Regions from separate parts of the Mus musculus genome. Here all the other regions are linked to region 3. The links are chromatin contacts, called in public Hi-C, HiCAR-type, HiChIP or PLAC-seq and promoter capture Hi-C maps. All regions are on one chromosome and are shown on one strand. The core of a region is the stretch at or near the end of the contact, and the rest is flanking DNA. Distances in the headings are between cores, read along the strand shown. Region 1 has its middle 67 kb from the start of 4930414F18Rik. Region 2 holds the start of Zc3h7a (zinc finger CCCH type containing 7 A). Region 3 holds the start of Cpped1 (calcineurin-like phosphoesterase domain containing 1). Region 4 holds the start of Litaf (LPS-induced TN factor). Region 5 holds the start of Snn (stannin). Region 6 holds the start of 2610020C07Rik (RIKEN cDNA 2610020C07 gene). Region 7 holds the start of Txndc11 (thioredoxin domain containing 11).

What was found. Promoter capture Hi-C pulls out the DNA fragments that hold promoters and counts their contacts. A called contact is a pair of places that touch in the nucleus more often than the background predicts. HiCAR-type assays count read pairs that join an accessible place to other places. HiChIP or PLAC-seq counts read pairs in DNA pulled down with a chosen protein or histone mark. Capture Hi-C pulls out chosen DNA fragments and counts their contacts.
Region 1: a contact with region 3 is called in a HiCAR-type map of astrocytes, with 4 times the contacts expected there. The contact joins the enhancer-like site here to the promoter of Cpped1 in region 3. A contact is called at or near these places in 5 of 39 promoter capture datasets (cranial neural crest, embryonic stem cells, frontonasal cranial neural crest and 2 more) and 4 of 115 datasets of contacts at active chromatin or transcription factors (astrocytes, embryonic stem cells, neural tube and 1 more).
Region 2: a contact with region 3 is called in a promoter capture Hi-C map of liver, with 2.2 times the contacts expected there. The contact joins the promoter of Zc3h7a here to the promoter of Cpped1 in region 3. A contact is called at or near these places in 2 of 39 promoter capture datasets (the C10 cell line and liver), 2 of 484 Hi-C or Micro-C datasets (liver and nephron progenitors), 3 of 115 datasets of contacts at active chromatin or transcription factors (bone marrow-derived macrophages, extraembryonic endoderm stem cells and memory CD8 T cells) and 2 of 9 other capture datasets (adipose tissue and liver).
Region 4: an H3K27ac HiChIP or PLAC-seq map of extraembryonic endoderm stem cells shows a contact between it and region 3, with 3 times the contacts expected there. The contact joins the promoter of Litaf here to the promoter of Cpped1 in region 3. A contact is called at or near these places in 4 of 39 promoter capture datasets (hippocampal neurons, liver, pre-B cells and 1 more) and 2 of 115 datasets of contacts at active chromatin or transcription factors (extraembryonic endoderm stem cells and pancreatic cancer cells).
Region 5: a Hi-C map of uterus shows a contact between it and region 3, with 5 times the contacts expected there. The contact joins the promoter of Snn here to the promoter of Cpped1 in region 3. A contact is called at or near these places in 1 of 39 promoter capture datasets (liver), 2 of 484 Hi-C or Micro-C datasets (CD4 T cells and uterus) and 1 of 115 datasets of contacts at active chromatin or transcription factors (embryonic stem cells).
Region 6: a promoter capture Hi-C map of liver shows a contact between it and region 3, with 4 times the contacts expected there. The contact joins the promoter of 2610020C07Rik here to the promoter of Cpped1 in region 3. A contact is called at or near these places in 6 of 39 promoter capture datasets (the C10 cell line, the SN4741 cell line, frontonasal cranial neural crest and 2 more), 1 of 115 datasets of contacts at active chromatin or transcription factors (memory CD8 T cells) and 1 of 9 other capture datasets (liver).
Region 7: a promoter capture Hi-C map of liver shows a contact between it and region 3, with 3 times the contacts expected there. The contact joins the promoter of Txndc11 here to the promoter of Cpped1 in region 3. A contact is called at or near these places in 1 of 39 promoter capture datasets (liver), 1 of 484 Hi-C or Micro-C datasets (erythroblasts) and 3 of 115 datasets of contacts at active chromatin or transcription factors (bone marrow-derived macrophages, extraembryonic endoderm stem cells and pancreatic cancer cells).

The regions. Positions count from the first base shown.
Region 1 is chr16:12,900,595-12,903,294 of GRCm38.p6, reverse strand. No RefSeq gene overlaps it. Among named protein-coding and RNA genes, the nearest start is that of 4930414F18Rik, 67 kb to the right of the region's middle. Within about 2 kb of position 1,279, at least 38 of the 459 cell types and tissues checked have an H3K27ac peak or open chromatin away from gene starts, as enhancers often do. A contact at or near this core is called in astrocytes, where this site is marked.
Region 2 is chr16:11,174,896-11,177,595 of GRCm38.p6, reverse strand. Zc3h7a (zinc finger CCCH type containing 7 A) reads left to right here and starts at 1,255. Exons shown (of 23, transcript NM_145931.3): 1 at 1,255-1,376.
Region 3 is chr16:11,908,047-11,910,746 of GRCm38.p6, reverse strand. Cpped1 (calcineurin-like phosphoesterase domain containing 1) reads left to right here and starts at 1,324. Exons shown (of 4, transcript NM_146067.3): 1 at 1,324-1,481. The coding sequence starts at 1,412. All of the region lies in intron 2 of Gm9961 (predicted gene 9961), which reads right to left.
Region 4 is chr16:10,991,811-10,994,510 of GRCm38.p6, reverse strand. Litaf (LPS-induced TN factor) reads left to right here and starts at 1,390. Exons shown (of 4, transcript NM_019980.2): 1 at 1,390-1,465.
Region 5 is chr16:11,064,959-11,067,658 of GRCm38.p6, reverse strand. Snn (stannin) reads right to left here and starts at 1,361. Exons shown (of 2, transcript NM_009223.3): 1 at 1,212-1,361. Gm9861 (a long non-coding RNA gene) reads left to right here and starts at 1,391. Exons shown (of 2, transcript XR_003951968.1): 1 at 1,391-1,661.
Region 6 is chr16:11,201,937-11,204,748 of GRCm38.p6, reverse strand. 2610020C07Rik (RIKEN cDNA 2610020C07 gene) reads right to left here and starts at 1,366. Exons shown (of 3, transcript NR_038156.1): 1 at 1,002-1,366. Rsl1d1 (ribosomal L1 domain containing 1) reads left to right here and starts at 1,457. Exons shown (of 9, transcript NM_025546.2): 1 at 1,457-1,598; 2 at 2,292-2,431. The coding sequence starts at 1,494.
Region 7 is chr16:11,133,264-11,135,963 of GRCm38.p6, reverse strand. It overlaps Txndc11 (thioredoxin domain containing 11), which reads left to right and starts at 1,432. Exons shown (of 12, transcript NM_029582.2): 1 at 1,432-1,696. The coding sequence starts at 1,455.

The DNA.
Region 1 (2,700 bases), core at 30-2,529, 990 kb before region 3:
GAGATTTTTCAACTCCATGCAGTCTTGAGATGACTAGATGGAGGCTGCCTGAACCTTTATGAAAGACCTCAAACTATCTAGTTGAACTGTTCCTATATCCTTGAATCTTAGAATATTGGCATAATAATAAACATTTGTGGGTTTAGCTTGCTAATGATGCAGTATGGAGATAACTGGTTATACAAGAGGTGACCAATAGACATGGCTAAATAAAATGTTCATTTGTGTTAGTGTTTGCAGCCTGCTGGATGGGAAACACAAGCTGACTGCAACAAGGGTATTATTCCCATGCTGTGCATACAGAACATATGACACTAAAGAGAGTAGCCCTTAAATATAAAGGGTCTGTCTAACTCAACATGACAACGATCAGTTATCAGGAAGAAAAATGGGTGTAACCTTGGCCAAGTCACTCAGTTGGTTCCTTCATTTATAAAGTTGGAGAAACCATGGTTTTTCTTTTATAGGGACGTTGGAGTAGTAAACAACACCAACACCACCAAACAACACCAGCAAACTCCACATTACTGTTTGTTATGTTAGAAAAAAGGGTGTTTTCCAGAAAGTTATAAAGTAGCCAATAAGACATTTTATTTAGTCCAAGAGGTGCTAGATCACTGTTCCCGTCTGGGCTGCTGACTCAGGGGGGAGGTTCTTCCTCCTCTGTTAATTCCCCCCAAAATACCCACTGAACCAGCCAAGGTTAATCACTATAGAAAATGTCTGCATATCATTTGTACTCAGTTGACTGAATAAGGCTTGGAGTGAGAGATCAAATGGCACAGCAAGGTGTTATGATGCCACGAAGGTGTCTACTTGCCTGGGCTGGAGGTGGTCAGGGATGCTGTGTGATGCCTGGCTGGGCTGGAGGTGGTAGGAGATACTGTGTGATGTTTGGTGAGGTTGGGGTGATCAGGGATGCTGTGTGATGCCTGGTCTTAGTTCTGAACAGGGACTAACTTTTATATTACACACCAGAAGTTACATTCTCATCCCTGTATAAAACTAACAAAGGTTGTGGATGGATAGATGTGAGGCATGAAAGGAAGAGAGAGAGTCCTTGGAGCTAAGTTTCTCAGTTTCAGTATCTAAAGCTTGAGATGCTATTGAGGGGGCTGTGGTAGGGAAAGCAGAGAGGGGATAGGACTAGGGAAAAGAAAATGCAGGGGGAGGAGAGAGGTTTTTTTTTCTGGAATGTGGGGTCACTTGGAGCAACCCTAGGGTCCTTTTTGGTAGTTATTTCCCACTGGATTTCAACCAGAAGATGTCTTTGTCTACAGAGGCTTAGCAACAGAAAAACCAACAGCTGTGTCCTCCTTGGGGACAATGCCTGACCTCAGAGGGACTGTGGATGCATCAGACTTATTTTTAGATTCTTCTCATTCTTTCTCCATGGCAATGGGGAAGTCTGGATGAAAAATTCTGAGGCTGAATGCATATGGCTGAATGAAAACCTTTAATTAAGAGTTAAAGACTTTAATCTGTCTGTAACTTGGTTTTATTCCTAAACCCTGCAATTTTAAAAGGGGGTTTAAATTAATGAGAACACAAGATGACAACTGATACAAAGCCATGGTTGTGTCGAGCCAAAGTAACTGTGGTCTCGTTGGCAGTGACAGGCTCTACCCTTCAAACCACAGCAATAAAAAAGTAGCTCTTTTCCTCATCTGAACCATGAAGTTTTTCTCCACTTCTGCCAATTTTGCTGACTCTATGAGGAGAAATATATTCTGTCCCCTCCCCTTGGCAGACACACCACATACTGCTGTCACATCCACCTGTATCTTTCTCTGCCCCCTTCCTCCTGAGTACTCCAGATGAGCAATCCAAAGGAAATAAAACCTCAGTCTTTTTAATGCCACCGAAAGAAGGCAGTTAAAATATGCACACCGGCTGCCTCAGCCTTCCCCTGCTGCTGTGAAAATAAAACACTCCTGACAAAGGGTTGATGCGGGCTCACAGTTCAAGGTGTAGTTTCTCTTGGCCTGGCACCCAAGGTGGCAAAAGCCTGAAGCCGCTGATCATGTCCAGGCAGGTCAGGGAGCAGAGAGTAAGCGCTTGCTCACATGGCTTTCTCCGCTTACAGTCAGGGATCCCACGGGATGCTCCTGCCCATGATTAACATGGTTACAGTAATCAAGATGACTCCCCACAGTCATTCCCAAGGTCTATCTCTTGGATGATTCTTTACTTCATCAATCACCCCAAGATTTTTTTTTTCCCCATGATCCGGTGTCCTACAATTTTTCAGAAACAAGCAGCAGCGTGGGCAGGAAGGAGTGTGGTAGTTAGAATGCCGACTACTGACATGACACTCACAGAGAAAGCCCGTGGAGTTCTCAGGTATAAATAATTCAAGGTTTGGAACCGCTCACCTTTGGACCCTTTGGAAGCTTGTGCGGTGAGGGAAAAGGAAATTGCTGAGACAAGCAGGAGAGAGGCCTACTCACTGGCCTGGACTTGATTCAGCCAGGAGAGCAGCTGCTAAGTGCAGAGTGGAATGAGGAACCTGCCGAGGTAGGGAAGAGCTGGGAAGGAGGGGTCCCTCCCGACACACAGAACTGGCTGTGGATGGGCACAGCTGCCATTCCCATCACAGAGCTGAGGATTCTCCTTGGTACAAACAGCATTGTAGAGGCAGCTGATCCTTTTCTGTAAGTGAAAGAAGAGCAAAACAAAGCCACAAGCAACAACAACATG
Region 2 (2,700 bases), core at 6-2,505, 730 kb after region 3:
CACTTTGTACTGGCCCAGTACTGACGACTTCCTGAGCTTACAGTAGCACTCTGGGTCCAGACAGAGTGCATCTCAGTGTCTTCCTTCTAATGTAAACTTTTCCCTCTGTCCCCAGTGGTCCTGGACCTGGGTATTTCTTGCTTCATAGCCAAAGAAGACCTGGAACTCCTATCCCCCCCCCCCCACCCCCATGTACTGCTATGACAAGGGTACCCCACCATATCCAGTTTATTTGGTGCTGGAAATCAAACTCAAGGCTAGGCAAGCACTTTGACAACTAAGTTACATCCTCAACCCCTTTCACTTTTCTGCTTGTCCTTTCTATATATCCGCCCAACGGCATGAAGAAACTTTCTAAAACTGCAAATTAGACCTTGTAATTTCCATCTCAGACACTGAATTCCAAATTTCATGCAGTGGCTCATCCTCTTTGAGCTTTCTACACACACACTTTGTCTTCCCTGTCCCTCAGCAACTTAGGCTCAGGATCTTTCCCACTGCCTGGAAGCACTCTCCCTTCTACTGCCCTGACTTGGAGCACTTTTCACATCTCCAGTCGCAGGGACTCAGCCTTACATTGTTCTGTCTGGGGTAATGTACACCTGACCACTGAAACACCGGTGAATACAGCGACATATAAGTTGAGATGAAGGCCAGGGAGAACAAGAGCTTGTGTTGGCTCTGAGATCCGTCCCTACATTCATTTGCAAAAATACCGCATTTTGTTTTCAAGATGATAAAAACAGTGACTGCGAGTAGGATAGGGAATTGAGGACAAGTTCCGAAGTGACGCTCCGGCGTCCGAATGAGTTTAGGTCACCTCCCTGTTCAACGCGGGTCCCTATGCCTGTCATTCATTTGAAAGGACACGACTGTATGGCTGTTTTCAGGGTGACGGTAACAGTATCGGAATGCAAAGCAGGACGCTCAGGATAAGTTACTGCAGAGAACAGATTCCGAAGGAAGTGACACCCTGGTGCCCAGATGAATCTAGGTCTCCTTCCAGTCCTACTTTGGTATCCAAGCGGTGTGGGAGAGGGCGATGATGCTGGGCTCAAGAGCTTGCGGTCTCTCACCCCCTTCCGTGTGGCCGCCCAGGGTTCCGCCTATCGCCGCCGCTTCCGCAGCCCCGAGGCCCCGACGTGGCGCCTCCAACCCCGGGCTGACACTGGCAACGCAGCCAATGGTAGCGTTTGCGGGGCGGCGCGCGAGGCCTCCCGCCGCCAGAGGGCGCCGCCCCGAGCGTCGCGGGCTGGCAGCTGCGGTGGGTCGCCCAGGGAAGCTGCGAGACTGTGAGAGCTCTTGAGCCGGTGAACGCACATCCCGCTGTCGCCTCCGCACTCCGCGCCCCTCGGCTCCTGGGTGCCGCCCCGCAGGTGAGGGAAGGGGACGCGCGGGCGTCGCGGGCAGGGTCGCGCTCTTCCAATCGCGTGCGTGCGCCGCGTCGCTTCGTGAGCACGCGCGGCCGTTAACGGACTTCAGGCGGGGGAGGGGCGCGGACCCCCGAACCGGCTGCACGGGCTCCTCGGGAGTCGTAATCCGGGCACGCGCGGCGGCCCCTGCCACCTGGACTGCCTGGCCGACATCCACGCACTAGCTTTTGGTGGTTTAGCATTTCGTTATTCCTGGGTGCTGGGTGATCGCGGGGCGTCCGTGTTAGTAAGTGTCTCGGTTTGGGGACGCTCGCGACGCCAGCTGAGTGCGCGCTCGCCGGTGTCGGGTTCGCCCCTTGCGGGTGTTATGCGCGGCCCACCCCGCGTATGGGTGGCGACTGGCTTCCGGTGTTCGGCCGGGGTTCGGAGACTGTACGAGGGTTCTCGGTTTTCCTTTCCCCACCCTTAAAGAATGGAGACCTGTCAGTTCCCATTAGCGGGAATTTCCGGTTAGGGGTAGTCAGCGCAGGGGTGTGGTCAGGTTGGAAGGTCCTAGCTGGGCCCAAGGGGTGGTGCCTGCGCTCTGACTGGGTGAATTTATTCCGGGGTTGGGCGTTTTTTGGGTCCCCAGATGTTAAGGGATCAAAGAGGGTCATAGTGTTAGGTATTTAAGACCAAGAGGGTCTGGTGTAGACCTGCGCTGTCCGATGGTAATGTGGCCACTGGTAAAGTGGGGTGGTCGAGCACTGGAATGTGGCAAGAATTGAGATTCACTTTTGGTTTCAATTTGTTTGTTTGTTTGTATGTTTGTTTCGAGACAGAATTTCTCTGTTTAGCCTTGGCTGCCCTGGAACTTACTTTGTAGACCAGGCTGGACTTGAGCTTAGAGATCTGCTTTCCCCTACCTCCCGAATGCTGTGATTTAAAAGCCGTGCCACCACCGCCCCACTCCGGTTTCAGTTTTAAAGTCTGATTTGAAAGATTTCGTTTGGGAGGAAGAAAAAGAACGAAAAAGATCTCCTTGGTAAACTCCTATGCTTAAATCAGCCAGTGTTTAGCAAGCAGTGTGTTATATACTTGAGGTGATACCTGTTGTGGCTACGTTAGAATTAAAACAATCTGTCCAGTTTCTTTTTACTATTTTAGTATGGCCACTTCGTAATTTAAAATGGCACGTACCGCCGGTATCGTATTTCGATTGGACAATGCTCTACTGGACTGGGGGAGGGGCTGGGCGCTCTTGCCATCTGCTCTTTTCCTGCTTCTTTTGGAAGTAGCTGCTTTTCATGGAGGTCTTGAAGGAATCCAAGGCTCTCTTCACCTCCGT
Region 3 (2,700 bases), core at 75-2,574:
TACCCAGCCTTTTTGTACCTTTGGCCTCCTGGCTGCTGCACCTGGTTCTTTTCTTCCCTCCTTCTCCTTACCCCTTCCCCTTGCCCAGTATTAGATTTTCACAGATGTCTCAGCTTTTGGCTACACTCTCCCACAGATAAGCTTTCTCCTCCACCACACCTAGGGGGAATTCATATCCTTTCCCTTCCTTTTTATTTCTTTTTCTTTCGTTCACAACTAGCTGGGGACAACTTCCAACATGAGCCTACGGGAGACATCTTATGTGCAAATTACAACATCATCTAACTTTCTCACCAACCCAATAACCCTAGGTATTGTTATTGTTCTCATTTGACAGGTAGGAAAACTGAGGTGCAGAGCAACTAATTTTTAAGATCATACCTAAAGTAAGTGGTAGTATTAGGATAAACCCAAGTAGCTGAGACACAAGCTCATTTGTATTTCTGTCCTAAATTGCTAGGACTTATATCTGACTCTAGTTCAAGGTCATGGGACATCATCCTAGCTCTGTTAACCATACGAACATTTCAGGCTTACACTTGTTGAGAAGAAAATTTAGCAACTTGGCAGATCCTAGGAATTCCCCTGTAGTGCTTAATAAATGTATCCTCTTTTTGGAGATCTGAATTTAACATTTTCCACCTCGAAATCTGGATTGCTACCAAGTGTGAGGGTTGTAGTCCAGTGTAACGGCTTTTGAGTTGGATAGATTTTGTCTTGCTCACCTGCAGCTCTTAGCTTTCAGGAGTTGTGTCTCTCTCTGAGTGTCAGTTTCCCCATCTGACAAGTGCAGTCAATGAGGTAACAAGCAAAACACAAAGTACTTCGGGCAATGCCTGTTACCCAGCAACAACAGTGACAGAATGACAGTGGCAATGTCCAGGCAGTCAAGATGCCTTAAAGACTCTTGAGATTATGGTGGGCAGTTTGGAAGGGTTGCAACATAAAACTTAGGACATCAAATTGAAATGGAATTTCAGATAAACAATATTTTAAAAATAACTGCTTAAGTATCTCCCAAATACTGCATGAGATATATTTAAGCTAAACGTGGGTTTTGTTGGGTTTTTTTGTTTGTTTGTTTTTGTTTTGTTTTTTCCTATTCTTGTTAACCTGAAATCCCAAATTATGAAGCGGCCCGATGCGTGTTACATAAGACAACTCCAGGCCTCAAAGCCTCAACCCCCAGTCTGTTCCAGTGAAAGTTGGATCCTGACCCCGGGAGGATCCCACTAGGGGTGGCAATCTCCGTGTTCTGCCCAGGCAGTACTAGCAGCACCCAGAGCGGCCCCGCCCCGCCCGGCCCTCCTGGAGGGCAGGTTCCAGAAGCTGTTCCAGGCGGGGCTGCCGGGTGGTGTGGAGTCGCTCCCTCCTCTCACAGAACGTGCCCAGGCAAGGCCAGTCGCTCGCCATGTCCGCTATGGAGGCGGCGGATGTTTTCCACAGAGCCCGGGGCAGGACCCTGGACGCGTTTTCCTCAGGTACTGCTTGGCTCTTCGCCTGGGAAGGGGGGCACTCCAGAGCTGCAGAACCTTCCGCGAGGGGAACCTTCCGGTCGCGGGCGCTCACTTCTATCCGGATCCCTTCGTGGGTTGCACACAGCACCGGGGACCGTTGTCGGAGTTGTTCCTCCCTCGCAGTGTTGGGTGCTTCGCTGGCCTTGACTTGACCTTGCAAACCACAAACTTAAAAAATAAAGCAAACAAACTAAACAGAAGCGGGGCGGAGGTGGCAGAGAAGTGAATGACTGCTTGGGCTCTGCTACGGGGCCTGTCTTCTCTCTTCCTTGGCAAGCTTCTGCGGGGCAGCTGACAAGCGCTGTGTGTGTCAGGGGCTGTCAATTGTAGTGAGAGTGTTTTTATATCCAGTTGCTTACTGTAACCGTAGAAAGGGAAGGCATTCTGGTCCAGGTAGCGTTCTTGGAAGTTGGGCTTAGATAATCTGACCCAGTCTTGCCTCAAAGGGAGCGTTGTTAACACATCAGACTATTTCTGTAACCTTGGGTGTGGAACACATGCTGGGTGTTAAGCAAATGATAGGCCCCAGCAACTCAGAGGATACCGGATTGGTTCCTGTTTCCCTGTGTTTCCTTTGGATCTTTGGGGTTGATTCTTCTCTGGCACTTGGCTTAGAATCACAGGAACGCTCGCCTTGTTATCCAGCCTCTAATTTGCCTGAACTGCTCTGAAAAAAGAATCAGGCCCGTTCCAAACCCGGAGGGCCTTGGCACCTGCTCTCCTCTGCTCACCTGGTGGGACTTGGAAGTCTGGCACCTTCTCAGCCTTCACATCCTATTTTCAGGTTCATTTCCTCAGACTTACCTCTGCCTAGCTAGCCAAAGAAGATCAATCCTACAGTTCTCTGCTAGGCCTTTGTTTCTTTTCCCCTCCTTGCAGTTCAAGGTTCTGCACAGGTGCGCACAGCCAAAAATCCACTGATGGTGGACTGGGGAAAGTCCAGTCTGCAGTGTTGCCATTTTCTACAGATTTTAATGTGTCTTAGGTTTTTGTTTGTTTGTTTTCCCAGCCTACATGTTTTTGAGATGCCTCCTATTCTAAGTAGTTCTCCTTCCTTCCTTCCTTCTGAACAGTATCCCATTGATTGCGCATTCGTGCTGTATGTTTTGTTAATGGATGTGCTGAGTTTTACCAACTTGGTGTCTTTCTTGTCTTTGCTTCTCCAGATTTCTCTTTGCCACAG
Region 4 (2,700 bases), core at 141-2,640, 920 kb after region 3:
CATTTGAGGTACCCATGTTTGGGGAAACCCTAGGAACAGCATGTGAGGAATACAATGGATAAGCCTCACCCAGGGAAAAGCAATTACATGACCATAATATGGTATTTCCTTTGCCAGGTGTGCTCCATTATACTTTTTGGTATAGAATCTCAATTGAACCAAGGCTCTCCAGTTCTGTAGTCTGGCTGCCAGCAAACAACAGGGATCTTCCTATCTCTCCCATCCCAGCACCGAAATTACAGAGGAGGATTTAGGAGGCAGGGCCTATCTGCTAAGGGTGGCCATTGAAGGTTAACTCTATTCCTTGTCTCTGATCACTCCCTCTTCTCCAGCCTGGTCTACTGTAATGTGAGTAGCATCGGCATAGCTTCAGCTGCCATAATCTCAACAGCTTTGCCAAATCTTTCCCACGGAGATGGACTGAAACCCTCTCACACTGTGACCCAAAATAAACCTTTTCTTCCTGCAGCCTTTTCTGTCTGCTACTGTGCTCACATTAAAGCAAGGGGATAAAATGTAAGCCATGCATGGTAACATACACTTTTAGCCTCAGCACTAAGGAGACAGAAGCAAGCAGATCTCTGTGAATTCAAGGCCGGGTGGGGCTACACAGTGAAACACTACTGTGAGCTTGTGTGCGCTCACGTGTGCGTGCACCCCCCCACCCCCCCCACACATGTACGTTGTAAGAATGTTTTTTTTTTTTTGTATGTGTGGGATGAGTTGAGACAGGGTCTCATTGTGTATCTGAGGTTGGCTTCAAACTTCCTATGTCTCTCAGATTAGCCACATTTTTTTTGAGAAACTGTTCAGCCGTAAAATGTGCTGGGCTTGTGGCACTATACTCATTTATGGGCCGCTGGGTATGAACCCTGTTTTCATGCATGCTAATGTTAGCCCTCTAACAGCTGAACTGCAGTCTGGCTAGTTTTTGTTTTTTTGAGACTGGTCTCACTATAAAGCCTTAGCTTGCCTGGAACTGTTTTAGATCAGGCCGATCTTGAATATACGCCTCTACCCTCAGTACTGTTCATCATATAATTTTATTCAAATTATAAACTTTCATCAGCTACATAACATACAAATGTTGTCTCCCATTCTGTAGGTTGTCTTTATGCCTTGACTTTGGTGGAGGTGTAGTTGTGGCTGTTAGAAACAAAGAATAATCTCTCCCCTCCCTCTCCCAGGCCTCGCGGCTCCAGAGTCCGCCTCCCGCCCGACCTTTTGGCCCCGCCTCCGCGCGCCCCGCCTCTCGCCAGCCCACTCAGGTCGTAGCTTCATCCCTACTCCTCCTGCCTCAAGGCTGTTACTCCTCCCCTCCTAGACCCCACCCCATCTGGCCCTTTCCAGCAAGCCACGCCCCGAAACATCTCCGCCCCCGGCTCGCCCTGCCTCCCCGGAGCCCTCCCGGCCCGCGCGCGCGGCCAGAGCAGACCTCCCGGCTCGACTGGCGGCGCGGGCAGCGGTGAGTGCGGCCCTGCTGGGTGCCCGGTGGGGAACACCAGATTCGGGGCGCTGGGCACGGGGCGGCAACAGAGGCGAGGGTCGGGCTTTGCCACCTGCCTAGAGTCCCGGGGCACCGCGCTCTCCTTGGGGGGCGAGCAGGGATGTCGTGGGACCCGGGGTGGCGCGCTCTGGGCGGGATTGAGGGCGAGGGGTCCCAGCAGTGCGGTTGTGTTTGGTTCTCAGTCTCGGACTACCCAGCTTCCGTCCGAACCTCACCAAATGATGCCCCTCGGGCTTATAGGAAAAGGCGCGACTTTCTCTAGTAACCTTTAGTATCTAAGTTGCGATTTGGAGAACGCCCCTGTGTGTACTCTGAAAGCAAAAGCGAATAGAGAAAAAGTAGAGTAACTTTCCAGATGCTCTTTAGCTGTTCCGGGCCCACGCGTCTTTTGCTCTTATCCCTGTGAGTTTCACACGGGTTCCCAGACCGGTGCGAGCGTATCGGAGAGCAGGGGAACTTCAGGATCGCGGAGTCTAGAGCCCAGGCGAAGGAGGACGTGACCCCCGCCTGTCCTGCCAGCCCAGTTCTTACTTCCCAGTGGTTTCCAGGTCCGTGTGGGTCTAGACGGTGCTTTTGATCGTCATTCGGTATCGTGCCCCCAGCTTTCCGTTGAGGTTTAAGAGGAAGAGGTGAGGAGAGCATGGGTGTGTTTTAGAAAGGGTCGTTTGGACATTCCCTACCTAATACTTTGTCGGGTTTGTGCTTCCGGAGAGTGAAGCTGATGTCATTCTCTGTTGGACTGAGCGGTAGTCATTGGGAAATAGTTTGTGGAAGTCACGGGGCTCTCTAAGCTCATCCCCTTTTTGCTGTTTTGAGACGGTCTTAGATAGTCCAGGCTAGCATCCCAACTCCATATGTAGCTGAGGCTGGTCCTGGACTTTTCTGCCTCCACAGTGTTGAAATTACAGGGTTGTGCCACTGAGCCGCTCCTCCAGCCTTTTCTGAATTAAACCGTCCTCCCCTGAGTGAGCTGAAGCTGGTTCAGGGACTCCTGGACTCCATATTGGAGTCCTTTGAAGGAAAATCATTTCTACCACTAGGTGCTTGCCTCCTCTTCTGCCCTCCGCTCCAGCCTTCTCAGATTGGCTCTTTTAAAGTAGAACTAATGCAGAGAGAAAGGAGCTGAGTGGTATCACTAATTCCTCCAGCGATTGGCTTTATCAGTTGGATCAGGATCCAGAGGGTGTGTCGCT
Region 5 (2,700 bases), core at 112-2,611, 840 kb after region 3:
ATGGCTGTGCCCATTGTCCTCTCCCCTCCCCTTCCTCCTCCAGAAGAGAAATCTGCTCCAGATGCCACCCTACTCCCAGTTCTTATGCCAGGAAAGGAAACTAAGACTAAGAAGTTTGGGAACTGCCCGAGGTGAGCTGCAATCTCATAGTCCAAGCCTGAATTCTGCCCCCACTCGTCAGGGTCCCATCTGGCCATACAACTCTGGCGGTGATATAATAGTCGATGCTGAAAAGTTCCTTGATGCCACACTTTTGAGCTCCAACATCTCATGTGGATCTCTCCAAAACTTCTGCATCAAAACAATCCTAGAACCGAATGACTGCTCTTCCTACTTGACAAATAATCTGTAGCTTAGAGAAGTTAACTCGGTCCCCAAGGTCACACAGTTTAAAAAGTGGAGGTGCAGATACCCAGGAAGCCCCGATCCTAAATAACCGATTTCAAACCTGATTCTAAAACGTCATATGTCTGACCTGTCTTCTTTCTCCTGAAAGCTGAGCACAATGAGTCTGTGTTTGACCCCTCCTTAGGAGATAGTCTAGGTGACCTGGGTCGAGAGGACTGGACACTAATGACAAGCGTCCCAGCAGCTCCCGCGTGCTGAGCGCGGGCGGTGTGCAGGCGCGGTGCCAGGCGACGCCGCGTCTCTCCCACTCTATCGAAGGAGCAAGGCGAGGCGCTAGGGAAGTAGGGGCCTGTTCAGGGGGCGACAGCTGAGGAGGAAACGACAGCTGAAGACAAATCAAGTCCGCCTGACCCCAGTTTTTTTCCCTGGGGGGGGGGTCCCAGAGACCCATTCAAGCCCACGCCGCGCAATCACTGCCGACCCGACCTGGGACCAAACGCTGCGGCTCAGCCTCAGTCTCCCCACCAATGAAACGAGCGCCAGATTTTCCCTGGGCCCCCGTTCCCCTCGATCCCATCTTGACCACGCTGGGGCGCTGCCAGGAACCCCGTCAATGCGGAGTGAGTGTTCCGGGCAGCCCGGAGGATCCGCGCAGGACATAGAACCGTGGGTCACGGAGAGGGGCAGATGCCCAGCCAAGCAGCCTCCGCCCCCCGCTACCTCCTTTGTCCCAATCCCGCGGCGGAGGACAAAGAGCCCCCGCCCGCGCGCGGCATCTGCCGCGCCGACCCGCCAGCGCCGCACCCCGATCCATCCGGCGCGTCCCTTCCCCCTACCCGCCTGCTCTGCCCATCCCTGCTGACCATGTCGCGGCCCGCAGTCCTGTGCAATTAGCCAGCAGCAGCCCCGCCGCCCCGGCTCCGCCTGCGCGCCAGCCGGGTCGGCCGCGGAGCCCTCGCCAGACGCCAGAGCCCGATCAGCAGGGGGCGAGGTGCTTGGGCTCCGCCCTGATTGGGGGCGGGGCGCTCTGGTGCGACCAACTGGAGATCGCGCTGGGACGGCGGGGCGGAGCGGAGCGGGCTGGGTGGAGTCACGTGCGCTCTGGGCCCGGAGGCGCACAATGGGCAGAGGGAGTGTAAGCAAGGGGGTGGGTAGTGTTTCTCAGCTGGCGGCTCCCGGAGCTGGGGCAGAGAAGGCGGGAGGCCAGGCTTCCTTGAGCGCTTATTGGGTGCCGGCAGTACTGGGCCTGCGCCTGGCGTCCTCTTTCTTCGAGGGTCAACCCAACGACAGAGGGGAAACTGAGGCGCACAGCGGTAAGAGTGTGATACACCGCCCGGAGATTACAGGCAGAGACGAATGATTTTCTTTCCTTTTCTCATCTTTTCTTTTCTCTTCTTTTCTTCCTTCCTTTTTTCCCCTTCAATTCCATCATTATCCTTTCATCTATCCACCCTTCTGCACTGATCATGTATCTTGCTGCGCCCTTGAGCCACTAGCCAGACAAACCAGGTCCTGTCCTCAGGGATGCGGACTCAATAACCTCTTAGTTAAGCCTTCACCAAGTGCCGTACTCTGTTCAGTCCACTCAACAACATCAAAAGAACGCCAAATAAAAACATACCGACCCATTTGACATGAGGAACTCAACACTCCAGAAGACTTAAAATACTCTGATGTGCTGTCCTGGAGGCAGGATTTGAAGCTAGACACAACTGGCTAGGAACACAAAGGTGCTAATTGGTGTACTGACTGCCCCCCAAAAAGAGTCTGAGAGAGGATGGGACACTCCGTGATGGCCACCAGGAACTCCACAAAGAGTTTGAAGACCTCTGAGGCCCAAGGTACTTGGGAAGCCAGGAAGAAATAACTTGGTTGGGGCAGATAAGACTGGGATATCCCCCTGGGAGCTGGGAAGCTAGGGACTGCTAACTTTCTTAAGGTCCTGCACACAAGCTGAAGTGTGGGAACTCCCTCACTTCACCTCAGCAGAGTGATTCCCCTCCATACCTCTCATCCTTTGGCCCATGTCATTTCTTTTATCTTAAACGTTCTTCCACACCATCTTTCAGATCTCAGCTTCACACCCTTGCTCTCTTTCCCAGTCAATGGACTTTCATGTCCATTGGGAAATCGTGTTTTCTAAGGGCATCTCATTAGCTTTCAGTCTCCGTTTCAGGACTAAGACTGAATCGTTCACTGGTGAGCCTACAGAACAGTCAGTACACAGTAGGCTCTTTATAAGATATAATGAATGAATAGTAAGATGGCAAGGCTGTCTCTGCTGCTGAAGGACTGGGCTGAGGAAGTAAGCTGGCTTTGGTGTAGAGAGGCAGAAGGAAGCAGGGCTCTGGG
Region 6 (2,812 bases), core at 117-2,616, 710 kb after region 3:
AACATATACATAAAATAAAAAAGCCCTACTCCCAGCACTGGGAGGCAGAGGCAGGCAGATTCCTGTGAGCTAAAGGTCAGCCTGGCCTACAAAGTGAGATCCAGGGCAGCCAGGGCTGTTACACAGAGAAACCCTGTCTCGAAAAACCAAAAACGTCTGGTTCTCAAACTTGAATACAGGCAAGAGAACACCTAAGACCACCAATGCTCTTTGGAGTGTGTTAGCCTGCATACCTCAAGCCCAGTGTAGCAAGTCACTGCAATATGTTAAAAGTCCATCTTATACTAGATTCTAAATAGCCAAGTAGAAGCAGGTGCCAAGGACTTGTATTCTACAAGTTAAATTAGGACAAGGTCCTCCCTCAACAGACACTAGCAGAGCATGGTCCCTTCACAGGAGCACTTTTGGAAGACATCTGACAATGGAGAGCATTTTATTCCCACACAGCTAGCTGAACCTGTCACTATCCTTAACATTCACATAAAAATTTCTAAATAAATTATGTAACTGTGCCGGTACAAGGTGGGGGCAGGGGACTCGCTCACTCTTGTAAATCTAGCATCTGAGACGTAGAGGAGGAGGCTCACTCGGGTAACCCTGGGTGATATAGGAAGAGTTTGACTTAAGTGGGGGCGTATTGGTGGATGCTTTTAATCCTAGCACTCTGAAACCTGAAGCAGGAGGATCTCAGTGAGTTCGAGGTCAGACCTGTCTATATAGAGTTCCAGAATAGCCAGAATTGCCATAATAGAGACCCTGTCTCAATAATAGAGACCCTGTCTCAATAATACTCTGTCTCAATAGAGGCTCTGTCTCGAACTAATCGAAAATAAAAACTGGTGGTACTATTGAGAGCTCCCTGAACTGACTGAGAACAACCTCGAATACGGGGTATTGGGCACGGTCACCACAGTGGGCATGCTTGGCAACTACTCATAGGACGTTCTGGCGTATTCTCTCCTACACTAAAGTTATCCCTTCACACTCACGCAAGGTCTTACCTGGGCCGAAGCTCCTGAGAGACCGACTCATTTTTTCGTTTCTCGCGCAGCATCCCGCGCCTAGCGTTGGCAGTTTCTCTTTATTTCCTGGGAATACCACCAATTTGGGGAAACCGACGCCTGAAGCCAGAAAGGAATGGAGGAGCCACGGCTTCCCGCTCTGCAGAAGACAGCACGGGATTGAAGAGAGGGCTTTAGTCTCTCCTTAGGGCGCTCGCTCGGTGTCCTCCGGAAGGAGCGACAGGGTTTTTCAGGCCTGCAGCCTTAGAAAGAGTCGGAGGCAAAGGAGATGCTGCCGCTAGAATAACTCTGGGCACAGTCTACGACCGCAACACCATCTACCCAAGAGGGCGGGCCCAACATCTAATTTCGCGCCTCGCCGGAAATGACGTGATACCCCTCCCCCTCGCAGTGTTACTGACTGCTTTCCGGTTCCGGGCCTCCGGGCTGCGCATGAGCTCTGACTTCTACAGGCCTTCCACACGAGGCGACATGAAGGGCTCTGCGTCCGAATCTCCCAGTGCCTCGGTCGCTGAGGCGACCACCACCGACGTGCAAGTGACCCCGACCGCTCTTTTACAGCTGGACAGAGAGCAGGCGAGTGGCTTTTGGGGACGACGATTCGGGAAGCAGGGTGGTTAGGACCCGCGTTCGGCGCAGGGTGTGGGGCGAGAGGCTGGAAATGAAGTGGGCCCGCGACCGCGTGGGCTCTCCGGAGCTCGAGGCTGGCCTCTGGGAACGCACCCAGCGGGCTCGCTCTTCTCACACTTCTGGCCTGTTTGCCTCCTGTGGAAAGCGGGCTTCTGCGCTCGGTTCTGCAGCATCACAGGTCATGTGTCCGTGCACAAAGTGTTGGTAGCAGGGCCAACGCGCCTTTCCTGACCGCTTCCTTTCTCATAGAGGGCAGGAGAAGCTTCCGAATAGTCCTCTTACGTAGAAAGGACAACCTGTAAACAGATTTTGGAAGCAAGTCCTTAGATGTTTTAGACGGGTTCTTACATTGCAATGGGTACAAATTGTAATATCCCGATACGCTGATGAAATTTGCCCAATAGAAAGAGGAGCGCCAGGCTTTGTGGCGCACGCCTTTAATCCCAGCACACGGGAGACAGGCGAATCTTTTGAATTCGACGCCAGCCTGGACTAAGTATTCCAGGTTGGCCAGAGCTATATAGGAAAACCCTCTCTTGAAACGCCCCCCGCCCCCCAAAGGAGCAAAGGAAGCAGATATGTCTGTGTGGGAGCAATTAACATAGATTGAGAAAATTAACTTATTCTCTGTCTCTGCAGATTAGAAAGGCAGTGGAAGTAATATCTAATCGCTCAAAGTCCAAAAAAAACAATAATGAATTGCTGTTGAGTGGGAGCGAAAATTTATTTTTAATGGTGATATTATGGAAAATTCCAGAGAAAGAACTTCGGGTCAAAGTGTAAGTAATTATTTATCTCTTGAGAGTTGTTTGGTTGGATTTTTTTGTTTTTTGGCTGTTTTTTTTTTTTAACATTTATTTATTTTATGTATGTGAGTATACTGTTGCTGTCTTCAAACACACCAGAAGAGGGCATCAGACCTCATTACAGATGGTTGTGAGCCACCATGTGGTTGCTAGGAATTGAACACAGGATCTCTGGAAGGGCAGTCAGTGCTCTTAACCGCTGAGCCATCTCTCCAGCCGCCCACCCCCTTTAATTTTTAAAACTCAGAGTGTGAGTGTAAGAATGTGGGCCACATGTGTCCAGTGCTTGCAGAAGCCAAAAGAGGATGTCAGACCACCTAGACTGCAGAGATAAGAGGTTGTGAGCAGCCCAGT
Region 7 (2,700 bases), core at 183-2,682, 770 kb after region 3:
GTGGATGCTGGGAATTGAACACTGGTCTTCTAGAACAACCAGTGCTCTTTTAATCACTGAGCAATCTCTCCAGCCCCACATAGGAAACATTTGATCTAGATTATTTTGCCCTCCCTACCAACTTTACAAAAAGATTTTATTTTTAATTATATGTGTGTGTACCTTGGAGGACATCAGATTACCTGAAGTATGAGGTAGTTCACTACCTGTAATTTAGAACCAAACTTGGGTTTTCTGCAACAGCAGTATTCTTACTACTGAGCCTTGTCTCCAGCCCCAACCAAAACTTTATTTTGAAATAGGGCCTTGCTAAATTTCATAGTCTGGCCTTGAAAACTCTATGCAGTCCTGGTACAAGTGGTCCTCTGGTTTTCTCGAGTGGTTGGGACCACAGTTGTGTGCCACTAAGCCTGGTTTAAAAAATTATACACAACTCATATAAACCTAATTTTGGGAGGAAAAATGAAGATAATTCACCCTGTATCTTAGGCTGGCCTTGCATTCTTATTGCTTGGAGGCGTGAGGCAGACAATGTCCTGACTCCAATACTTTCCAAACTTTAATCACGTCTGCTATGTTTCTGTGGATTTGCCCATCAAGCATGGGTCATAGAAATGGGATTACACAATATACATCCATCCTTTTACTTAGAGCTGGGTTCTTTTGTTGAATGTAATTACCACTTATCAGTACTTGTCTCAAGGTTTCTACTGTTGTAATAAACACATGAACAAAAGCTACTTGGGGAGGGAAGGGTTTGTTTTGGTTACACTTTACCATCATTGAAGGAAGTCAAGGTAGAATCCTGCAAGCAGAAACTGAAGCAGAAGGCATGCAGCGTTATTACTACCCCATTACAGAGCAGCCCGGTCTCCGTTTTATTACTGTGTCCTCCAGTCCTTCTCGCCTCTGCACGAGGCCTCCCCGCCCCACTTTCTGAAAAGCAGAGATAACAAACTGCACCCATGTCCTGAAGGGTCTGTCAACAGTGTTGACGCACTAGCGACAATCTGAGCCCTAACAGTACCCGGAAGGGCCGACCAACGGAAGGACTCGCTAAGGAGACACCACCAACTAGCTTCCGGACGCGAGGATGTAGCGTCAGCGCAGTGAATGAAGGACAAGGTCTAGCTTGAGTGACTGCAAGCCTGCGCAGAGTCGCTACAAGAGAGGCGGGACCGGTGGAAGGCTGACGCGGCCGCGAGTGCTGCGAGCACCCGCGCAGACTCCATGGGCTCGAGGGCGTGGCCCCCAAAGGGCGTGGCTTCGCGGGAAGCCGGCATTCGCGCAGGCTCCGAGTCGGAGGGCGGGGCATCTCTGAAGTGTGGCTGACGTGGAGAGTCCGGGTTAGTGAGCGCCGCTGGCTGCGAGGTCCGGGAGTGACGTGCGGGGCCGGGTCCCCGGGCCCGAGGTGGCGGCAGCGACGGTATAAAGCCGGCCACGGGGAGCATGTAATGTCGGAATGCGGAGGCCGCGGCGGCGGCGGCGGGAACAACAGCGAGGACGCCGAGGACGAGGGTGGCGGCCCCAAGGGCTCAGGCTCCCTCAGCCCTGCCGGGGCGGCGGCGTCCTTGGAGGGCCGGATCCGCCGCGGCTTGCGCGGCGCCTCGCTTATGGCGCGCCAGCGGCCAGAGCTGCTGTGCGGGGCCGTGGCTCTCGGCTGCGCCCTGCTCTTCGCCCTCAAGTTCACTTGCAGGTGAGGCTGCCGGGACTCAGGCTCCGCGGCCAGAGCTATGCCACCCCGGCTGCGCGGGGCCAGCTCGGGGCCTCCGGGGTCGAGGGTTGTTTGTCTTCCTCGGGGAAGTCGAGCCTGACCTTGCCTGCGACCACAGGCTTGACCTTCCCGGCGGCCGCGGTCCCCCACTCTCCTAGTTCGGCGTGGAGGCGTTTCCAGGGTGCTGCTCTATATCAATTATGTACCGAGGGCGTTTGGCCCTGTTTCTGAGCTGCTTCTCACCTGTTGGGGTCTCTCGGGGTGCACATGTCAATTCTTGCTCAGGCTATAATGCTCAGTTTTAATTCATTCCATTTTCCTTAATGCTTGCAGTGTGATGATTCACAAGCCATTTAGGGGTCTTAGTCGCTTTTGGGAATCCAGGCAAGCCTTTGATATACTGACAGTGCACGTTTGTACTGAGCACCCGTTAATGCTGAAGACAAAAATCCCCGTTCCCTGGAGTTCTCATTGAAGTGATGATATACAATAAACAAACACTTCAGAGACCTTAATAAGTGCTATGCAGGGAATAGAAGGATGAGGTTGGGTAGGGCAGAAAGGGCCTTCATAGGAAAATGGCATTAGCCACTTACACAAGGAAAGGAAGGGGCAGAGGTGGAAGAGCTGGGGTAAGAGCTATTACAAAACAGTTAAGTGCAAAGATCTGGAGTCTGAGCAAGCTTGGTCTTTTTGTGAAACTTGGAAAAGGCCTGAGTAGGCTGGAGTTTAGGAAGAATGGAAGCTAATGTGCATCTTTTCAGAAAATTGTGTAGATAGATACAAAGTTTATATTTCAATTATACTCCTTGCCTCAGATCATCAGTATATCATTTGACATTGCAGTTTATAAAATCTGTTATCACTTGACATATCCTCTTGGCACTTCTGTCCAGAGGGAGATTTATGTGGGCACAGATTGAGTGTAATGAACACAATATGAGATCCCTGAGGTCAAGATGGGCCAAAAATTAGGAGTTTTAGGG